Regions from separate parts of the Ovis aries genome. Here region 2 is linked to region 1. Evidence: chromatin contacts called from public Hi-C data. All regions are on one chromosome and are shown on one strand. Each heading gives the region's core, a stretch centred on a gene start, on an enhancer-like site or on the middle of the called end of the contact. The rest is flanking DNA. Distances are from core to core; before and after follow the strand shown.

Evidence for each region. Hi-C and Micro-C count contacts between places; a contact is called where the count stands out from the background.
Region 2: a contact with region 1 is called in a Hi-C map of omental adipose tissue, with 2.3 times the contacts expected there. The contact joins the enhancer-like site here to the promoter of MRGBP in region 1. A contact is called at or near these places in 7 of 16 Hi-C or Micro-C datasets (hypothalamus, liver, mixed tissues and 3 more).

The regions. Positions count from the first base shown.
Region 1 is chr13:54,282,897-54,286,065 of ARS-UI_Ramb_v3.0, forward strand. MRGBP (MRG domain binding protein) reads right to left here and starts at 1,611. Exons shown (of 5, transcript XM_027976970.3): 1 at 1,310-1,611; 2 at 695-816. The coding sequence starts at 1,457.
Region 2 is chr13:54,377,227-54,380,469 of ARS-UI_Ramb_v3.0, forward strand. It overlaps SLCO4A1 (solute carrier organic anion transporter family member 4A1), which reads right to left. Exons shown (of 12, transcript XM_015099785.4): 4 at 3,099-3,220; 5 at 2,610-2,721. Among named protein-coding and RNA genes, the nearest start is that of SLCO4A1, 15 kb to the right of the region's middle. Within about 2 kb of position 1,500, at least 9 of the 54 cell types and tissues checked have an H3K27ac peak or open chromatin away from gene starts, as enhancers often do. A contact at or near this core is called in liver, where this site is marked.

The DNA.
Region 1 (3,169 bases), core at 361-2,860:
TCCCAAGGCCAACAGGGAACTTGTGGTGGTGAGGGTTAAGGACACAAGAGGGTCTGAGCTTCACTTAGAAGCTCAGGGTGGGAGGGAGGGAGGAGGGAGGGGCACAGGGTGGGGTGCGGGTGCAGCCCCGAGTCCTGACGCCTGCTGCCACAGGGCCCTGACTCCTGCTGTTCCTCTGCAGGGAACACCCACCTGTCTTTTCTGCTGTCCTGGTTACCAAGTTGACCTGCTCTCCCTCAGACCCAGCATCTGGGGGTTCCCTGAGGGTGGTCTTCCCTGAGGGTTGGCCTAGTTCTCACAGAAACCACCATGTTCATCTCAATGTGACTCAGACCCGGTCACCTCCCTGCTTATAGCACTCGGGAGTTTTCCACAGGACTGACAACCTAAGAGCCCCCTCCCACACAGGCCTCAGCTCCCTAGTTATCTCCTGGAAAGATCTTAACTGAACCTCGACTCCCCCCCAAAATCTAAGGTAGATTCAGTGCAATAACTAGCTACTGTCACCAAGCTTGTGTTTTCATAAAACTACCCAGAGCTATCTTGTTTAACAACTGGTCACCTGTGGGACATCCTGGATGTCAAGGTAGGACGTGGTTGGTGGTGGGGGGTGGGGGGGGTGGGGACAAAGGCAGGGTAGGCGGTGTGGAGGGGGCTCCCTGCCAGCAGCTCTGTCTGCGGGGGTCCAGCTCACCAGTGCCTGCATGTCATACATGGTGCTCAGGTGGTCCCAGATGACCTTGGATGGGACCTGCCGACCGATGTTCTGGCTGAACTTGTCTCGGATACAGATCATGTGGAAGTGCCGGTTCACCCCTGCAGAAGGAAGGGGTCGGCTTGTGGGGGAGGGGTAGGCCAGCTGGTAGGGTAGCGAAGAGGTAGGGGGCAAGGGGGAGAGAGCGGGCAGTGGTTGCAAGGGTGTAGGGAGGCAAAGGTGGAGGGTGGAAGAGGTAGGAGGTGCAGCGGAGAGAGGTGGGAGAGGAAAAGGCAGGGGTGTGCAGCGGAGGTGTAACGAGGGCACAGGGGTGGGGGTGCACGTGAGGGCTGGAGTCAGCCGGGATGGGTGGCTGGGCACAGGAAGGGGGCAGAGTCGGGTGGGGGTAGGGTATAGAAGGGGGCAGCGTGGGCAGGAGTGGGGGACTGCTGGAGGAAGCATGGATGGGGTGCGCAGGTGGGGGCAGGGTGCGCAGGTGAGGGCACGGTCGGCGGGGTGCAAGCGCAGGAGGCCCCGCCCAGCGCGCGTCCCCGACCGTTGCCGGCCGCCCCGCCCCCACGCGGGTGGGCCGCCCCGGCGCGGCGCTCTGCTCACCGACGGGCTTGTGGCCCAGCATGGCGTGGAAGAGGCACACCTCCACCTCGGGGCTCCACACCACCGTCTCCTCGGCCGGGCTGGTGGCAGCCTCCCCAGGGCCCTTGTCGCCGGCCGCGCCGCCGCCGCCCACCTCGGCCTCCCCCATGGCCCCGCCGCCCAGCGACGAGCCCCGGGCGGGAGCGGGCACGGCCACGAGCTCCGCGCAGGCGCACTCGCGGCGTGGGCGCGCGCTCGACGGGCTCGCTCTCGGACTCTCCCGCGGCGCAGGCGCAGGCGCAGCTGAGCGCTGGGTCGCCGCGCCCCCAGGCGGCACGGTCTCGCGGCGCAGCGCCGGCAGAGCAGGCGGATCAGGCGAAGGAGTGGGTTTGCGTAGATGGATGGAAATGCCCTAAATTAGATTGTGCCCGTAGCTGCACAGCTCGGGGTAAACCCCGCTGAACTCTGCGCTTACGATGGCGGGATTGCAAGCTGCACCTCAGTAAGAAGCAAAGAAGAAAAAGAACAGGCGACCTACAGTTCCTGCGAGTGGGGGCTCCAAGGGCTTCCACTGCCTCCAGCTGACCCTTGGCCTGAGCGCTGCACAGAGAGGCTCCTGCACACCGGGGCAGGGACGTCGGGGTACAGCCTTCCCGCCTGGGGCCTCCAGGGTGACCAGCATTGGGCCCTGGGGGTTAACCCTGGTCGGGAGGGGCGGGGCCAATGGGGCGGCCGGCCTGGGCAGTCAGGTGACAAGCTCAAAGCTGCGCCCAATCAAGACCGCCGGCTCCTCCCCGCCCCGCCCCGCCCCATCCCCGCCCCCGAGGGCTTCTCCCCGGCCCTTCTCCGTCAGGCCACGCCCACGCGGTGCTCCGGGCGGTTACCCAAGGCGAGGAGCGCTCTTGCTCTTCGTCTCCCCCTGGGTGTAGACATAGGGTCGGCCTTCCGGGTCCCTTTCTGGCTCTGCGGCTTGCCAGCCGTGTGAGCCAGGCAAAACGCTGAGCCTCTCCAGGCCGCAGGTGTCCTCCTTGCAGTGCAACTAACGGCGGCGCCTTATCCTGGGGTGCCCTGGGCACACGCTCGCGCTTCTTAGCCGGCATTCGGAACCGCTCTGGCCAGCCTCACCCCCGGAACAGTGGGGACTCAGTCTTGTCCTCCCTTGTGTGAAGAGCGCTGCTGGTGATGCCAGTCCCCACAGAGTGGGGACATGTGGCCCAGGGAGGATTTCAGTGACCCAGTGCCACCGGCTGTCCTGGAGCCACGATGTGGAGGGACATTGTGACTTTGCTGGGCCTGTGCTTCTTTCCTCTCTCTGACCCACAAGTGGGGCTCCCCTCAGGGCTTGCTGTGAGGTGGAATGGAGCACAGCCCAAAGCCACTTCACTCGGGCTCTGTCACACAGAAAGCACTAACAGACAGTGGCCCTCATCATTAATCTCCCTACACTTCCCAGACACTTCAGGGTCCCTGCTCCTCCACCAGGTCCACCTTCTGCTCATTCTATCCCCACCCAATTCCTGCCTTCTTCAATCTGGAGAGCCTCCTCCTCTAGGAAGCTACCCCTGATGCCCACAAGACAGCCTCAGCCCATCTGTGCCTCTCATGCAATCTCTTCCTCCTGCCTGGGGTCACCTGGGTGCTGGGCTGTGTTTTCGTTCTCTCTGGTGGCCACTGTAGCTGAGCTGTGTTCAGCCAGCAGCTGTGGTCCACAGACACCCGGTTCCTTTCATTCCAGGCAGATCCTAGAATGTGTATCTTCAGTCAGACTCGATGCAGAAAGACAGGTTGGATGATCTGGGCAAAAGGAAACTGCCTTCTCCACATCTTTCTTACATGAAGCCTCCTGGGTACTGCCCATTTGTCTGCTTCACCAGGTTTGTG
Region 2 (3,243 bases), core at 250-2,749, 94 kb after region 1:
GGCAGGCGAGTGCTGGTGCCCGGATCTGGAACCCGTGGCTTGCTGGGAAAGGTGGAGGTCACAGAGTCTGGCTCCAGTGTGGAGAGAGACCCCGAGGGATCACGATGCTACTGAATCAGCCCTGGGGGCAGCTGGGAGGACCAGGAGAGGGGACTGGGACAGGCGGCTGTCATCATCCAGGACTGGGTGGCCGCCGGGAGAGGGGATCAGGGCCTGCAGGGGGGCTGACTCAAGCACCACCAGTGAAAGGGGGTGGTGGGAAGACCCATGGTTTGGAGCCAGAGACCCCTCCAAGGAGCCCCTGGTGGGCTTGACTGGTTCCCAACTCTTCTTGGTGGGCACTTGGGGGACAGTGGCTAGTGGGGTGACACTAGGGGCTTGATAAAGTGATGCAGGCTGGAGGCAGTTTCTCTTGGAGCCATGGGTCTTCTCAGGTGCCCACAAGTAGGCAAAGTCTGGTGACAAATGGCTGTGTTGACAGAGCCTGTCACAGCGGCTGAGGACGGCCGCCTTTGCTCCTATTCTCTGTGTCTGCAGCTGAGGCCTCATGAGCCTCCTGCCCGCAGAGCCAGCTCCTCAGACATTGCGGCTCACCCTCCCAGGAGGGAAGTCCCACACCCTGAGACACTCTGGGTCACACTCCTAGGAAGGAGACCCGCCCGGAGAACCAGCCCCTCAGACAAGAGTGTGACCCTCGCAGGAGGGAAACCCCGCCAGGCCCAGCCATCAGTGCACCTGTCAAAGCAGTTCTGACACCCTGACGCTGAAATGCTCTTCATTTTGAGGACACAGGCCAACAATAAATTGGATCCTGCCTAGTAGGAGCTCGCAGTGCGGTCACAGCCCCCGGGGGAGGAGATCGACACTAATGAAGTCACCCCACCCCCGCAGCTGCTCAGGTTAACCTCAGGGCAGCCTCTGTCTCCCTCCTGTTGCAGACAGAGGCCTGATTCCATTTTAGAACTGACGTCCAGGCTAGAAGACTTATGACCAGGCCTCTTTCTGGTCAACTGTCCGAGCCCCACGTACATGGAGGAAATAAGATGCAGAGGAAATGCTGTCTTGGTGAGGCTGTCTGGGACTAGACTGTGTGCGTGTGTGTGTGCCTATGTGCATGCACCTGTGTGCGTGTGTGTGTGCCTATGTGTGCATGTGTGAGTGTTTGTGTGTGTGCTTCTGTGTGTGTTTGTGTGTATGGTAGCTGGGAAGCCCTGGGTGTGACCAGTCCCTTCCCGGACCTACCCAGACCTGCTCAGGCTATGGGGATGCTCAGTGAGGCTCAGGCCAGGTGACTCTTCCCAGAAATACGTGAACTTCCTCATTTCTTAATCCCTGTCTATAGGTTCCTCAGCTGAAATTCCTGTATTGAACTTTGGCTCAGAGAACTAGTCACGACCTTGACAGAGGGCCATGTTCCTGGATTCCTTTTATCAGCAGCAGCCAGTTCAGGGAGCCAAGCCTGAGCAGAAATCTCCTTATCTCTGCACTTTGTCCCTGGGGCTATGGGGACCAGGCTGTTAACACCCGTGGTGCTGGCTCTGCTCAGAGAGAGTGGGTGGCCCTCCACCCAGCTCCACTGTGGTGTTGGGAGACAGGACGAGCGTGTCCCCAGCCAGTGCGGCCCTGGGGCGGTTCTGCCAGTCTCAGGGGCAACTCCGGAGTGGGTGGCTCTTCTGGGGGGTCTAACCAGGCAGCGAGCAGCCCAGGGTTTCCCTGACCCCACGTCATCCTCCCTGTGTTGAAGACAGACATCGGGGGCTCATTCTCACCGCTGACAGTATCCACCCCGCAAGGGGACATTCATGGGCTGAGGAAGCTGCGGGGCGGGTGGGCACTCAGTGAGGCTGAATTCAGGCAGGTAACTTGAGCGCCTCCTCCCCCTGCCTGGGAGAGCCCCTCACAGAATGCCCTGACGAGAGGCCCTGGCCCACTGGGAGCCCCCCCGAACACGGTCCCTCTGAGATCCCAGCAGCCTTGGCTGGGTTTGTCCTGACACAGTGAGGTCCGCAAAGTGAGGCCAGGTCACACATGACATACACAGGGCATCACTGCCCCAGAGGAGGCAGAGGCTGGATGGTCCCTCCCATGGAGCCCCGAGGGCACATGCAGGTGACTCCCAGGGAAATGAGCAGAGGACGGGTGGAGGGTGACTCCTGGCGGTGGGGTCAGCAGCTTCCCTGAGGACTGTGGACTCACTGTCTGCGGGACAACTCACCCTAGCATCAGGGGCTCACTTAGTAACCACGAGGAGGTACCAGGCGCAGCCCCCAGAACCTGCCATGCAGGAGTATGAACAGGCCCCTGTGTGTGGGTCCCTGGGTCCACAGGCCTGGGTAGTGGGGGGCAGGCGCTGTGGGGTGTCAGAACAGGCCCTCAGTGGCTCCATGCCAGGAGGTTCTGTCTACTGCTTCTTAATCTGTTTGCCTAAGTTTTGGAGCCAAAACTCGAAGGTTGCTGAGTCACGGGATGTATAGGGGGTGTGGACTTCCCACATGACCCTGGAGGGATCACAGGACTCTCCTAGCTGAGGGTGAAGACCCAGCATGTGGAGTACCCTAATGGGTCTGCAGGACACACAGGCACAGATGAGAGACCCCCAAGGTCCTTACAGAGGCAGGTCTCTGATGGTTTTCCCGAAGTCAGGGTTGCTGGTCACCTTGTGGCTACTGTCCTTCAGCTGGTATGTTTCAGATGCTTTCATGACCACATAGCGCTGGGAGCCTGAAAGGATGGGTGTTGGTGAGTGGCAGAGACCCAAGGCCCCAGTTCCTCTCCTGGGTGTGGGACCAGCTGGTAGACAAGGCTCCTGGACAGACACTAGCTGCACCGTAGTGACACACTGGCAGGGAAGGGGGGTGGGAGAGAGTCTGCAGGGCTCAACAGGGGACCAGAGGGAAGGAACTGAAAGGGGCGCACTTCTCCCATTGAAATAAGCCTCTCCCCTGGGTTCCTGAGCGGGTAAAGGTGGTAGGCATAGAGGAAGCTCACGGGTTGGGCCACCCTGCAGGAAGGCAGCATCGCCCAGTGGATGAAGGGAGGAGGAAGAGCAGGGGACAGCGTGTCCTGTCTCCCACTCACCTGGGGCGGGAAGCACCCACCTGGCAGCTGCCGTGGGTAGCCGAGGATGGGGACAGCGACGAGGAAGGCAGCAGCCCCAGCGCCCAGGAAGCCAACCCACCAGGCGCCCACCCACAGTGGGCTCTCGGTGGTCAGCTCCGTCCTGCGGCAAGAGACACTTGGGGT